Linked DNA regions of Mus musculus: all the other regions are linked to region 3. A link is a contact called in public Hi-C, HiChIP or PLAC-seq and promoter capture Hi-C data. All regions are on one chromosome and are shown on one strand. The core of a region is the stretch at or near the end of the contact, and the rest is flanking DNA. Distances in the headings are between cores, read along the strand shown.

What was found. Promoter capture Hi-C pulls out the DNA fragments that hold promoters and counts their contacts. Hi-C and Micro-C count contacts between places; a contact is called where the count stands out from the background. HiChIP or PLAC-seq counts read pairs in DNA pulled down with a chosen protein or histone mark. Capture Hi-C pulls out chosen DNA fragments and counts their contacts.
Region 1: a contact with region 3 is called in an H3K27ac HiChIP or PLAC-seq map of embryonic stem cells, with 2.7 times the contacts expected there. The contact joins the enhancer-like site here to the promoter of Rrm2b in region 3. A contact is called at or near these places in 4 of 39 promoter capture datasets (the C10 cell line, liver, pre-B cells and 1 more), 4 of 115 datasets of contacts at active chromatin or transcription factors (astrocytes, embryonic stem cells and pro-B cells) and 2 of 9 other capture datasets (adipose tissue and pancreatic islet).
Region 2: a Hi-C map of uterus shows a contact between it and region 3, with 14 times the contacts expected there. The contact joins the promoter of Rnf19a here to the promoter of Rrm2b in region 3. A contact is called at or near these places in 3 of 39 promoter capture datasets (3T3-L1-derived adipocytes, liver and pre-B cells), 3 of 484 Hi-C or Micro-C datasets (B cells, muscle stem cells and uterus), 3 of 115 datasets of contacts at active chromatin or transcription factors (large pre-B cells, pancreatic cancer cells and pro-B cells) and 1 of 9 other capture datasets (liver).
Region 4: a promoter capture Hi-C map of pre-B cells shows a contact between it and region 3, with 4 times the contacts expected there. The contact joins the promoter of A830021M18Rik here to the promoter of Rrm2b in region 3. A contact is called at or near these places in 6 of 39 promoter capture datasets (the 3T3-L1 cell line, hippocampal neurons, liver and 1 more), 3 of 115 datasets of contacts at active chromatin or transcription factors (astrocytes, embryonic stem cells and pancreatic cancer cells) and 1 of 9 other capture datasets (liver).
Region 5: a contact with region 3 is called in a promoter capture Hi-C map of liver, with 3 times the contacts expected there. The contact joins the promoter of Ankrd46 here to the promoter of Rrm2b in region 3. A contact is called at or near these places in 2 of 39 promoter capture datasets (liver and pre-B cells) and 2 of 9 other capture datasets (adipose tissue and liver).

What each region holds. Positions count from the first base shown.
Region 1 is chr15:36,759,346-36,762,045 of GRCm38.p6, forward strand. No RefSeq gene overlaps it. Among named protein-coding and RNA genes, the nearest start is that of Gm41297, 32 kb to the left of the region's middle. Within about 2 kb of position 1,451, at least 43 of the 459 cell types and tissues checked have an H3K27ac peak or open chromatin away from gene starts, as enhancers often do. A contact at or near this core is called in embryonic stem cells, where this site is marked.
Region 2 is chr15:36,281,716-36,284,415 of GRCm38.p6, forward strand. It overlaps Rnf19a (ring finger protein 19A), which reads right to left and starts at 1,432. Exons shown (of 10, transcript NM_013923.2): 1 at 1,197-1,432.
Region 3 is chr15:37,959,699-37,962,398 of GRCm38.p6, forward strand. It overlaps Rrm2b (ribonucleotide reductase M2 B (TP53 inducible)), which reads right to left and starts at 1,357. Exons shown (of 9, transcript NM_199476.1): 1 at 1,146-1,357. The coding sequence starts at 1,193. It overlaps Gm49085 (a long non-coding RNA gene), which reads left to right and starts at 1,460. Exons shown (of 2, transcript XR_003951596.1): 1 at 1,460-1,843.
Region 4 is chr15:36,724,852-36,727,551 of GRCm38.p6, forward strand. It overlaps A830021M18Rik (a long non-coding RNA gene), which reads left to right and starts at 1,394. Exons shown (of 3, transcript XR_875150.3): 1 at 1,394-2,117. All of the region lies in intron 1 of Gm41297 (a long non-coding RNA gene), which reads right to left.
Region 5 is chr15:36,495,454-36,498,153 of GRCm38.p6, forward strand. Ankrd46 (ankyrin repeat domain 46) reads right to left here and starts at 1,338. Exons shown (of 5, transcript NM_175134.4): 1 at 1,274-1,338; 2 at 424-540.

The sequences.
Region 1 (2,700 bases), core at 201-2,700, 1.2 Mb before region 3:
GATGGTGAAGTCCAAGGTGGAAGGAGTTGGAAGGCATGAATTAGTTGAGAGACTTGTGTTACATTCAAGGTGCTTTGGAAGTGGGGCAGGTGGGGGGCATGGTAAGGTCTGTGACTCAGACCAAGCATCCTCCCCGATCCCTCCCACACATAAATGATGACATAACCAGGAAGAGAAGGAGCCAGCAAAGGACACAGACCTAGGAACAGTAAGACAGGGTAGAAAGCAGGGGCCCAGGCAGTATACAACACCTGGCCACTAGGTGAACCCCTCAGCCTCCTTTTGTCTCCCCTGTCATGTGGACCTTTTGTCCTGTCTTCTGCTACTGGAACAGAAAACCTCGGGCTGGATAAGCCACACACACGGTAGACATTTATTTAGCTCATGTGTCCAGGGGATGTAAAGTCCAAGATCGAGGGACCACATGTAGTGAGGACCTTCTTGTTTCCTTATAAGTCTGCAAGCACATGACAGACAGACAGACAGACAGACAGACAGACAGACAGACAGACAGAGATGGGGGTAATAGGAGTGGGAAAGGGAGTGGGGAAGACCAAACTGATAACAAACCACTCTCTAGAGAGCCACCCATACCCTGAATAATTTGATTAAACTGTTCCTGACCTCAGAGCAAATGTTCATTGCAATGAGTCATGGCTCTGTTTCAAGGCTACACCATCTTCTGCTATACCATCAATACCGGATCCTCACTGGGACACCTCTCAGATATTCTGTTGTCCTGTGCCATGGAGTTCCTTCAGCTTTGGATCTGCAGGGCTGGCCCCTTCACAAATTCCAGCAGATCATAGATGGGACAGATGTTGGGGTGTGCCAGCTCAAAGTGCTAGACCTTGGTCTGGGGGGTAGCTGAGTTGGTCAGTCTGCCAGCTCTCCAATGTTGTGGATAGCCCTGGGGCTAATTACATTTTATGTTAATTCCATTCTCCAGTGAAGGGTTTCATGTGAATGAGGAATGAGTCAGCACTCAGGTGATTTCCTGTAAACCTGCTTCCCACCTTAATTTGTAAAATAAAGGAAAGCTGATGATTGGGCAGATAAAAGGGAAGGTGGAGCAGAAGGTGAGGGAGAGAAGAAGGAGAAAATGCAGAGGAGGAGGAGGAGGAAGAAAAGCAGAGCAGAAGCACATGGCCTGGAGAAACCGCAAGTTCTAAGGGGTCTCATGAGCTGTGGAAGATGGTAGTGTAGCGGTAGATATGCCCAATCTAGACGCACTGCATGTAATCATATTAACTGTGTTGTGTTTTCATTACCAGGGCATATTTGGGAGATTTACTGCAACACTCCTGCACCCGAGCCACCAGTGTGAGCTCTACAGCACTGCCCTAGCTCATCCAATGCTACAACTGGCCAGGGTCAAGGTCTACCTGCCTGTTCTCATGTTCTCATGTGGTGGGAGGCAGCGTATCCCTACCTTTGCCACCAGGGGGAGTTCTGCTGTGCTGCTCAGCTAAGGTTCAAGGCCCATTCTCCCTAGTGCTGCAGCCAGTAAGGGGCTGGGCCAGCTCTCCCACGCTCATGCTGTCAGAGCATCTCACCTGCACCCCCACCATCAGGGTCAGCTCTACTGTGCTGCTCTATAGGGGGTGGTGCTGATGCTGAGGTCCTGTTCTTCAATAGGTTCTCGATTCATCAATAAAGATGCTAGCTGTCAATGACCTGGGCAGAACAGGTGGGACTTCCAAGGTCCCCACAGGCAAGCTAGCAGACCTAGGAGAGAGGGAGTTAAAGGAGATAAAGCCAACCAGCCATGTGAGTCAATGGTCACTGTATCTGATTATGCCAGAGTGGCAGGGGATGTTTAGCAGTACCCAGTCATTGAGTTAGCAAAGGCATTTTGAGATTAACTGGTGTGTGTGTGTGCATAGGGGCTGGTAGCGCAGCCTGCAGCCTGTTCCTGAAGCTTACGGCAGGGTAACAAAAACTACACACTCTACTGCCCAGGTGAGGGATGGAGCCAGTTCTCCCAAGAGCCTCACAAACATTCCTGGGCACACAACTCTGAGACACAGTGAGTGGTGTGTTCTCAGCCAATACATCTTAGGGTTGATTCGCTATATTATATTAGTCAGATTCTACATTTCCCCTCAAGATAGAGGCCATGACCCTTTGCATTTTACAGCTAAGGATAGGTGCAGTAAATTCCCTTGGCCGCACTGTCTGTTGTTCAAGTGATGGGGGCCAGGCTCCAGCTCCAACATGTCTCCTGGGTGAGAGGTTCTGTTTTCCTGCCCCACCAAGGCATCTGATTTCTAAATGGGAAGTGAAAGTTAAAAGGCAGCTGGGTCAGGGAGACCCTCGGTGGCCAGGCAGGGCCAGTACAAGATGGGTCTCCACCTCTGTGTCAGTCTCCCTGGGCATGCCTATTAGCCTCAGTGCCTGACATGGTTGGTCAAACCCAACATCATCTTTGTGTCAAAGTACTTCCATCACCAAGGTCAAGGCCCTTGCTCCTTACATGGTTTAGTTTTGGTGCTGGCCAGTCATCTCCTGGAGTCATCAGAGCCTGGAGAACATAGGTCGCAGTGCCTGTCTGCAAGCTTCACTTCTGTTTATTGAACTGCTTAGTCTTCACCACAGCTCATTCCTAATTTACCAATAAGAAATCTGAGGTTCGGGGAAGAAAAATGGTATCAAGGATTAGTTTTGTTTTGAATTCACAGAGCCATCTGACTCCATACT
Region 2 (2,700 bases), core at 182-2,681, 1.7 Mb before region 3:
GACATAGCCATTTTCTAAATATTTACATTTTAATTCAATACAGACAGCTCTGTGTTAAAGAAGCTTAAGCAAGCAAATATGGAAATGACTTGAATTACAAACAGAAGCACTAGGATGTGCAAAGAGACCGGTTTATAGCAAAACCGGAAAGGGAAAAAAAGACAAGTATCTCGTCACACTACATACAATGAAAAGGGTCAAGAAATTCTGGTTAAAATATTAAATAATCAAAGACTGCCAGGTACGCGTGCGTATACACAAACATACACAAAGTAGAATGAGGAAGATCAAAATATTTTGAAGGCACCAACCACGGAAAGGCCCGCTTTCATACCTCCCGTTTGCTATCATTTTACACCAGCCTTTATAGCCAACCCTAGGTTTGAAAATTGCAGCTGCATTTAAAGGCCGTCCTATCATTACCAACATTTTGCGACATTCTCAACCCTACACAAAGTAAAGCACCAGTCGTGTATTTCTATCTCCAAGGGCGCCAACAAGCAAAAATTAAACCTTTCTTTTTCCCATATATAGCCTTCACCATTCTCTTCCCTCTTTTATTTGCTGCCCTTGTCTCAGGATTAACGAACCTAAACCACTTCTTCCCATTAGTGGAAATGGAAAAAGAGAAGAGAGCGACAGTAGAGCGGAATCCCAGACCGAAGGAAAAACTGGCAATTCAAAGTGGTGGCCTCACTCGGGGTGAGGGCAGGGAAAACCCCAGACGTGGAGTCCGGAAGACCCCCGTTCATCCCCAGGCTATACGGCTTTCCGCGCCGGTGCCTGCTTGTGTGCGCGATCTCCGCTCCCGAAGGAGGCGGTCATCTCCCCGCCGCCCTCCCGGGCCCCAGGCGGCAGGCTTCGGGGGCGAAGTCCGCGGCGCCCAGTGTGCGGCGAGGCCCGGAAAGCGTCCCGTTAGAGGCGATTTCACCCGTCAGGAATGCGCTCCGCCCCCGCCGCCTCCCCACGGCGGCCGCCCTCGGGTCTCGTCCGCTCCGCCGCCCCGGAACGCTCGGGGCAGCGCCGTGGACAGTCACAACACCGACGGGGCCACAGGCCCGGCCCCCCACGCCCCGGCCCGCACCCCGGAGACGGCCGCAACGGTCTCCCGGCCCCAGACCGAGGCCTGAGCGGCGCCTTGAATCCCCATCCGTAGGGGAGCCGCCCGGCTCCCGCGGCTCCGGCGCCTGCCGTACCTCAGCTCCTCAGGGCGGCGGCGGCGCGGGGCGGCTGGCGAGCAGGCCCATCCCGCGGAGGCAGAAAGCGGAGGCAGAACGGAGGACGACTTTTCAGCACCGCCGCGGAACCTTCTCAGCTAGGGCGAGAGCTGCCGGTGGAACGGTTGCGGGCGGCCGCTTTCCCGAACTCCCCTCTGTGACTCCAGTCGGACCGTCGCAGCCGGGAACCAACACAGCAACTGCCATTCTCCCCCGCCCTCGCCCCCAGGCCCCGCCCCCTCCACTCCCTCCTGCCCCACCCGGCATAGCCCCGCCCAGCGCGCCTTGCGTCTTGGCGTCAAGCCCCGCCCCGCCCCACGTCGACCAGCCGCGGTTATCTCTGGGACGCGGTGGTTCCTTGGCTCCAGCACGTTCGCCTCGCACTGCGCGCTCTCGCCGCCGGCCCTCCCGCGGGCGGCGACTTACTCGGAACGCGCCGGGCAGTGGGGCGGGAGACGCCCTTCTTGTAACCCCGACCCCGTCTCCGTGAGGTGATAGGAAGGGACGGCGGGAGCCGCGTTCCAAGTGGAGCGCTTCCTGAGCGACAGGACCCTGACTTAGCTTTTCAATCCTTTGTTCACCTGCTTGATTGGCAACCCTCGGGAGAGCAGAGCCGAGTCGTCCCCAAAGAAATATCTCAGGTCTTATCAATGTCTGATACAGTAGGAGTTACTTTGGCCCAGCCTGTGTCTTCCATTCCCCTCCAGCTTTTGATCCAGTCGGACACCCTTTGAATTTTTCACCTACATAAGACTTGGTATAGAGTTAGTTAAATAAACAGATCCCTTTCCTGTCCTGATCCCATCCTCTCCGTTTATTTCTCTTGGGGACTTAGATCATTTCCTTAGAATCCTGAGAAATGGATGTGATGGATGCCAAAATGTCCATCCACCATCTGTTACTTAATCTAAATATATCACTCGATCCTTATTTCAGTGTGTCTAAACTAGAAACTCACCAAGGAGCCATATTTTTTCAAACCCCACTTGGCCTCTTTGGTAACACAGTAAATTTTTCCCAGTTAGAAACAGGCTAGGCGATCTAGGGCTAAATGTCTTTGACCATACATCTTAAAGGGAGTAAGTATGGATATGATTTCCATTTATTGGAAGTTGAGAGCCATTATGTGTATACCTTAAAATGCTATCAAAAGGCTGCATTCGATGCCCAATAATCTACAGGACACTTTAAGCCTACGGATAGTGCAAGAGTAGCTTTGCAGTACAAATGGAGTAATGACTGGTAAGGGTTTTGAGTAAAGAATTGTGCAGAATAACAGTGGTCCTGTACTCTCTATAGTCATCATAGTTCTGAGAAATTAAATTTCTGTCTTCCTAGAAATTGGAAGGGTCTGCTGTTACTTACTAGTCCAATATGCATATCCTGAGAGAGATATACCTGAAGGACATCTCCACTTGAATCTATGGAGGCATCTTGTATTAGATAGTTTTATCTTAACATGAGACAAGCTAAAGTCGTTTGA
Region 3 (2,700 bases), core at 107-2,606:
AAAAAAAAAAAAAGTACTCACTAAAATTTATTCTAGGTCTAAACCTTTGCTCTGTCTTTATGAATTAAAAGTAATTTTTTTTTTTAAAAGTTAACTTTCAGGTGTTAAGCCAGAATGATTCCTGGTGTCATTGGCAAACCAGAGAAGTCTAAATATTGCCGGAAAGGAGAAATTGGTGCTGAGTATCTTTGTTTCAAGGGGAAAATTAAGGGATAGACATAATTTATTATTAAACGATTACAGAATAAAAATCAACTTAGAACCTCCATCTTTGTCTAGAAATGCCAGTATAAGCATGAATATATGTGGGCTCAAACTTTTATGGCCCCTTCCAACTTGCCACAGTATTAACTTCAAGACACCACAAAGAGAAACAGGCTCACATACCAAAAAAAAAAAAAAAAAAAAAAAAAAAAGTATTACTTGTATTCCAGATGGTTTAGAATATTTGTCTCCAAAATGTGGAGTTGGAATTACACAGTAACAACTTACATTACTATAAAGCCGTATAATTTTTGTTTGCTCTTATTACATACTTCTTTCTGCTAGCACGGGTTAATTTTAGATTTATTAAACACTTTGCATAAAGCACTTCATTCTTTGTGAAGGAAGAAACACTTCCACTACTGAAATGAAGAGACACCCCGAAGATTCAGTTAGAAGTTCGGTGTGAGGAAAACTGGTCTCCCAGTCTTTTATTCGTTGTAAGGGTTTCTCGTCCTCCCTTCACCTGTCATCTCCTCCCCTCATCCACCTGCATCAGTTTCCACACGAGTTCCTCAACTGCATCTGATGGTTCACCTCTCTTGCGTAGATCCGTCACAGCCCTTTTTCACCCGCCAGGGCTCCCGACAAGAAAAGAAAGACTGGAGAGCAGAGGTTGGAGAACAAGGGGACACGGAGACTTCCTCAGCCGGGACCTGAGTGTTCCTGCTCCGCCCTGAGCAGAGCAGCACAGCGTCCATGCTCGCCCTTCCCGACTCCCCAACACTAGCCTGAGGTGAGGGCGCTTCCTTTCGGCCTGCACAGTGTTTCTGACGGCGACGAATAAAATACTACTCTACAGCGGACCTGCGACTGACTCGCAGCAACCTAAAGTCCGGGCGTGACCCAGGGGTGGAGGATGAAGCGACTGCGACATTTACCTCACCCTTCTCCGGCCTGGCCGCTTCCGGCCTTTCCGGGTCGCCCATCGCGCAGACTCCACCAGAGCCACCCGAGCTGAGGAACTGAGCGCGGCCGACCAAATCCTAGTAGGATCAGATCGTCCTGTGCGAACCTCCTCCTGCTCCGGGCACGCCTTGCCGCGCCGGTCCTGGGTTCTAGCCGGCCCATTGAGGGGCCTTCTCTGCGGTGGCTCCGCCCAGGCACGCTACTCTCGGCGCCTGAAAGATCCGCCTTTCCTGCCGGCCCCGCCCCACTGCCTAGAGATCCGCCTACCTCAGCCGGCTCCACCCAGCGTCTCAGAGATCCGCCTACCTCAGCCGGCCCCGGCCCGCCCCGCCAGAGATCCGCCTACCTCAGCTGGCCCCGCCCCTCGCCGCCGAACTCTGCTTCCTCGGCTGGCCCGCTTCTCTTCACTGAGCAGGGTCCCCACTCCGGCGACGGCTGCGTAAGTTCAGTCCGCAGTACCAGAGCACTTCAAGCCTGTTCTTTAGCGTCGCATGACCCCGCCCACTCTTGCTCCCCCAGCTTCCGCGCTGTTGCCCAGCCTGTCATCTGCTCTGAATTCTAGAGCGTCTACTGGAATTTGCAGTCTGCCTACTTGTGCCAGACTACCTGGTACACGAGGTGACTGGCACGCCGGGACATTCCCTAGCCCTCGTGGTGCCCCAGCGACACGGTAGGTTGCACCCAGTCAGTCCAAGAGACTGCCAGAGTGGCTGTAGAGCTGCCCACTGGATGGGATGTGGAAAGCAGGGTGGGAGGTCGACACTGTTAAAAACTCCAAGGAGAAAGGAACTCTTGTATTTCAGCAACCAAAAGGAGAAACTGGAGGGGGAAAGTGTGTGCGTGAATGGAGCTTGAGAATGAGTAGGAAAAATAGCTAAATCCTGGGAAATACCTTGAAGTCTTTGTGATTGTTTAACTGAGTAATATTTATTGAACTTTCACAACCTGATAGGTTCTATTCTGCTAAGCCCTTTATGTGAATTAATCTTTGAGATATTTCCCTGTAGTCGATACTGCAATTTTCATGTTCCAGATTAAACTGAACCCGAAGATAAATAGCCAAGATTAAGCAACCAAAATACGGTAGACTCCAATATCCTTGCTACGGATACTTTTCAAAGCAAAGGTTAAAGTTGTAAAGAGATTCAACACTTTTGTATTGCAAGGGCCAAAGACAGTGAATAATGATGGTGGCAATACTCTTGGTTGAATTGCTTCTATGTTTTCAGCATATGGTACATATATGGTAGTACGACAGAAAAATATAATGAGCGGGATGGGACTGTAGCTCATTAGGTGATGATGTACAAGGCCTTGGGTTCAATCCCCAGCACTACCCCTTCTTGTATACAAACACAAATAAGATATACAAATTAAATAATAATATGGTGAAAGAAGAGTTGAGTATGGTATTGAACACCTCTGATCCCAGCATCTTGGATAGGAGCAGGAGGATCGTGAAACCAAGGTCGTCTTGGGCTAGATGGGAAGATCCAGTCTCAAAGCCAAAAACCAAAAACGTGAAAA
Region 4 (2,700 bases), core at 144-2,643, 1.2 Mb before region 3:
CTGTCTCTATTCTACAGGCTTTGAGCAAAATGGTGTATGCCACCCTCAAAATATGAGGAATAGCTGAAGAAACCTGTATTCTGCATCTTCATCTGCCAACCTCTGGAGACCACTGACCTATAAACTCCATAAACTCCGGCTTTCCCAGACTGTCCCATGCTGGACTCATGAGCACCTTGACACAAGTCTTTGGGCTTCACTCTGTGGGGAGCCGCACTCACATTTGCCATTATAAGATGGCGCTGACAGCTGTGTTCTAAGTAGTAAATAATCTGCACATGTGCAGGGGCAGTTTTCCCGCCATGTGCTCTGCCTTTTTTGTGATGACAACTGGGCCAATGGGCTGCAGCCAATCAGGGAGCGACACGTCCTAGGCGGAGGATAATTCTCCTTAAAAGGGACGGGGTTCTGGCACTCTTTCTCTTCGCCTCTTCGTCTCTTCGTTTCTTCTTCTCTTCATCTCTTCGCCTCTTCGTCTTTTCCTCTGCTCTCTTCCTCTGCTCTCTGCCTCTCTCCCTCTCTGCCCCTCTCTCTGCCTCTCTCTCTGCGTCTCTCTGTGTCTCTCTCTCTCTCTCTTCCTCTCTGCCTCTCTCTGCCGCGCTCTTCCTCTCTTGCTCCTGAGTAAGCAATAAAGCTTTGCCGCAGAAGATTCTGGTTTGTTGCGTCTTTCCTGGCCGGTTGCGAACGCGTGTAAGATCACTCCTCTAGCAACATTCAGCTAATGGAACATCCCCATGTTTTGTGTAGCTCCTCTGAGCTCAGCACAAAATGGAGAATTCCCTTTTTCTAGCAGGGCTTCCACTTCTCTGACTACCCCCCCATCCTCTACCTGAGGAAGGTAATGGGGTCCTTGGCAAACCTACAAATTCCTCTCCCTACACCCCATAAGAACCTGCCCAGCAAATACCTGGGATTCCTGGAGAGCTTTTCCACACAAAAGAGGCGTTCCCAGTTCACTGAGCTCCAGCCAGTCATCAACATTCACCCTGAAAACTCCTCTCCACTCTCCAAAGTTCATATACAGCCCTTGTCCACCCAAATAAAGTAAGTGAGCACCAGCTATTTCACTGAAGACCATCTAAGAGCCACTTCATTGGGAGTCATCTAAAAGAGCTGTAAGACTAAAATCGCCAGAGAAGGCCTTCCTTGGTGAAGCCCTCCACCCCATGCCCACATGTGAGTTCAGCTGGACTGAGAGCCAGTCCCAACCTGTTCCAGACTCCACTTCATCCTTCAAGCCTGGTGCCTGGACACCCTGAGGGAGGAAACAGAGGACAGAGAAGCACTTCTGGCACCCAACGCGGCCCACAGCTGGAGGAAGCTAACATACACCTGGGAGGATGCTGGTACTTGATGGGCTGGGCTATGTCACAAGAGGGTGTGGTACAGACCTTTGATGGGCTGGGCTATGTCACAAGGGAGTGTGGTACAAATGCTTGCCATATAATGCTTTGCTATTGCTCTCCTGGTTGGGTCACCAATCTTTAGACACTTAAATTGTCTAAATGTAAAGAGAATTAATGTCACTACAGGCTGCTAAAGAGCAGAAGTTACTGTTGGCATGACCTGGCAATAGCCAGGTATGCCTGGCTCACTCTAAAAGGGTCTGCATGTCTCTTCCTCGCTGTCTGATCCTCTTTCTTACTACCTGCCCCTTCTCCCGCTCCCCCCTTCCTCTCCCCATGTGTTCCTGGCCTGCTTCTCCCTCTCCTCTCCCCACCTCCCGCCTTTCTCTGCCTCCCACCTTCCCCATGCCCTAAATAAACTCCATACCATGCCTCAGGGGGAGGGGATGCCTCAGCGGGGGCCTGTGGAGGCAGCCCTTCCACCTCACCCACCATACAGCGCCTCTACCAACACGGGTGCTGTGCCTGGGATTTAGAAACTCACAGGTTGCATGAGCTCATATTTCCGTGCTGCCACATGGACTTTGCAGCCATGGGATGGATCTCTTGCTAGACCTCTCCACCCAAGCACTGGAGAATTGGTAAAGCTCCCTACTCTCACTGGTCAGCATAAACGCCCTCTGGTCCCAAGGGAGGGCTGTTGAGCTTGCAGCCACCCCGTGGTGTCCTGGTCTTCTTACTGATGCTTCGTTCTCGGACCTCTACCCCTGGGTGAGTGCTCTCTCTGTCTCTGTCTCTCTTTCTCTGACGGTTTTTCTCTTGGCTTCTCTTGCACACTGCTGAAAAAATCCTACGCTTAGGCAAACCATCCTCCCTCAGGCTCTGAGCCCCACACACAGCTCGTGCACTGGTCCCGCAGCTCAGCTGCTAGTTCACTGCGTGGCTGGTGATCTGTTTTGGCTGCCTCTGTTTCTAGCTATCACATTTGTACTAGAGACACCGGGGAACGGGGAAGTCACTTGCTCCTATTCTCACCCAGAAGGGAATATCTTTGCTAGCACGTCTCCTGGTTAAAATTTGGCCCCTATACCCATCAAAGAATAACTCTAAATGGCCGTTTACTGGAACTTTAATAGCAAACTTTTACAACTCTCTAGCTAGCGATCTGTAGACCATTCCCTACCCCACGTTTTCTTGCTGCTTGCTCTCCACTCCCGGTTCCCTGCTCCCCTGATTCTGCCGCCACCACGTACTTTCCATCCGCCCCTCACTCTCTGTTCAGGGCGGTGCTGCCTGACAATCCTGAGCTCTCCACATTCCCCCTTGCTGTCTCCCTCCCTGTTTGACCTGACTC
Region 5 (2,700 bases), core at 88-2,587, 1.5 Mb before region 3:
CTGTGTATCCTTCGTTCCTCACCACGTAGCAGTTCTCTCCCACGTCTCTCTGGTATCCTGTGAGACACTAGCTTCTTGTAGGAGTCGGGGAATCTTTCTGCTTGGCAGAATGCTATGTGTGCAAGGTACACTCACTAGAACTGCTGTGAAAATACAACTAACCAACACACAGCTAATGTGGATAGACAATCACAGACGCACTCCTCCATCAAATCAACCTATGCTGAAACAGTAAGAATCCAGGACATTTAACTTTATTATCACTACAAGGCTTAAAGAACAAATGCATTTCTCATTAAACTCCCTTGAAACTAAAAGGACAGTGGCACAGGCTCTTGCATACTCCATAAGCATAAGTCTAAGAGAAACCAGTTCAGGCTACGAATTCTATCAATAAACAAAAATCTTAAGGAACACTACTACCTTTGCAAGGTAAAGGGATGCTGGCGTGAAGTCTTGGGCGTCTCCGGTCCCACTTAGTCTGCCAACTGTCTGGGCTTGGACAGGTTGACTTAAGACTCTGTGCCTCAGCTTCTTTATCTGCAAATCAGAGATGGTACTTGTCAGGGTTGTTGCAAAGATTTTAAAAAGGACCATTAGGCACAATATCTGACATGAAGATAGCCAGCTGTTACTGTAACATGAAAAATCACCACACCACTGATGGCACCTTGGGAAGCGCCTAAGTACTAATGCCACGTTCTGAAGAGTGGGCAGTGTTATTTACTCTTCAATAACACACACTTATTACATTCCGCAGCCAATTCTAGAGTCTGTGGAACGCTGTTAAAATAAATGTCTTCTCCCTAAGACGGTTGTTGGGAAATCCGGAGAGGAAGCAACTGCGTTTTAACGACGCGTGTCAAGTGTGAAAGTTCATGATCACCTGAGGCCTAAGCGCAAAGTGTGCAAATCTTTTCTCTCCGCGGATACCCTGGGCAGTGTGACAGTCCGGACAGATCACACGCACCTCCACAGCGCCCACGCACGCCCGGGCTTCGGTCTCCTCGTGAACCGCTAAGGTGTTGACAATTCCTAGCTATGCTTTGAATCCCTGCCTGGGAAGGACGCCGCCATCGGGCTGGGGCGTGGGCTGCCTGAGACCCGCGAATACCCGCGGGCATCATCCGCGCAAGCTCCCAGGCCTGACCCGGGCCCTCCTGCCAGCATCGCCCGCGCGGAAGCCGCTCGGACCCGCGCCGGGCTCCACGGCCCTCAGAGGAGCTGTCACCGGCTCCCGCCCAGCTGCTGCCCACGGCCCCGGCCCTGGTACCTGCGCCCGCGGCAGCAGTGATGGCAGCAGCTCCTCCTCTCCAGCGGCGACAGGCGGGGCGCGGACGACCACAGAGGTGGAGCTCGCGAGGGCAGAGCGGCCTCGCACCCCGCGGCGGCGCGCCCCCTGCAGGCGGGAGGCTCTCATGGCGGTTCGGCCTCTAGCCAGCATCGCGCACATTCACCCCTTTTAAAAAACATACATCCCATTCCCTCAACTAAGTAGAAATTTAAAAGGCAGAAACAAATATATTAAGTGCCACGCGCATTAATTTATTAGTTTAGGGCTGCAGGGGAGGTGTTTAAAATCTGAATCCACAAGTTAGCAAATAATGGCTGACAAGTCTACTCTAAGCTATAATCCTGCCGAGTTATTATTCAGAGTGAATGCTTACACCCACTTATAAGGGTTCCTTGACTTATCATGACATGTGAAAATGATGATACACCCATATATGGAACATTCTTTCACAGAGCTTCTCTCTCTCTCTCTATCTCTCTCTCTCTCTCTCAACTCCAGTCATATAGCCAAGGTGACTTCTTTTAAACACTGTTCTACAAATTCTAGTATCATCCAACCCACCAGATGACCCTGTAGGGTGTTGTCTGTTCAAGAATTACATCTAAGTCGTCCTCCCGCCCCCAGCCCCCGGCAATGTCAAATAGATGTATAGGAGTATTGCCTGGCTTAAGGAAACCTCATATTCCTTTCATTTAAGGATTATAAGAAGGCTGGAGAGATAGCTCAGTTGGTAAAGGACCTGCATTGCAAGCATAAGGTCCTGAAGTCACCCCAGAACCCACATAAAAAGCCAAGCATGCTGGCATGTGGTAATCCAAGTTCTGGCTAGTAGGAGATAGCTGGGTCTCAGTGGTCCCCCTGACCAGTCTGCCAGCCTGGGCTATTCATGGGCTTTAATGAGAGTCCTCTCAAAAAAAAATCAAGATGATTGGCTCTTAAGGTATGTCACCTGAGGCTGACCTCTGGTCTCCATGTGCAAGTGCATGTTAAGTGTTTGCACACTCATGTTTGTGAATGCATGGGCCTGTGCACATATACACACACAGGCCACACACCAGGGCAGGGTGAGCTCAGCCATCCCCAGGGCTGCCAATCATCTTTAGCTATTTAACATTTACTTGTGCAGTGACTGACTATAAATATTCTGTAAATTGGGGATACATTAATCAATTTGTCAGTGGCTAAGTCCATAATATCTTCATATATGCCCATGCACTGTGCCAAATCATTGGGTAATTTAAATGATAATTCTATTCTTACAATTTATTCTTCCCCGGTTGGTGTATCAAACAACTTGAGAGTTTATTGATTGTATTCTAATTTATCTTTTCTTCTTCACGAATTATGGCTTCTGATCAATGGGGAAAATGTAAGGACTGTGAAGGCAGCTTTTTTTCTTCCTCTGA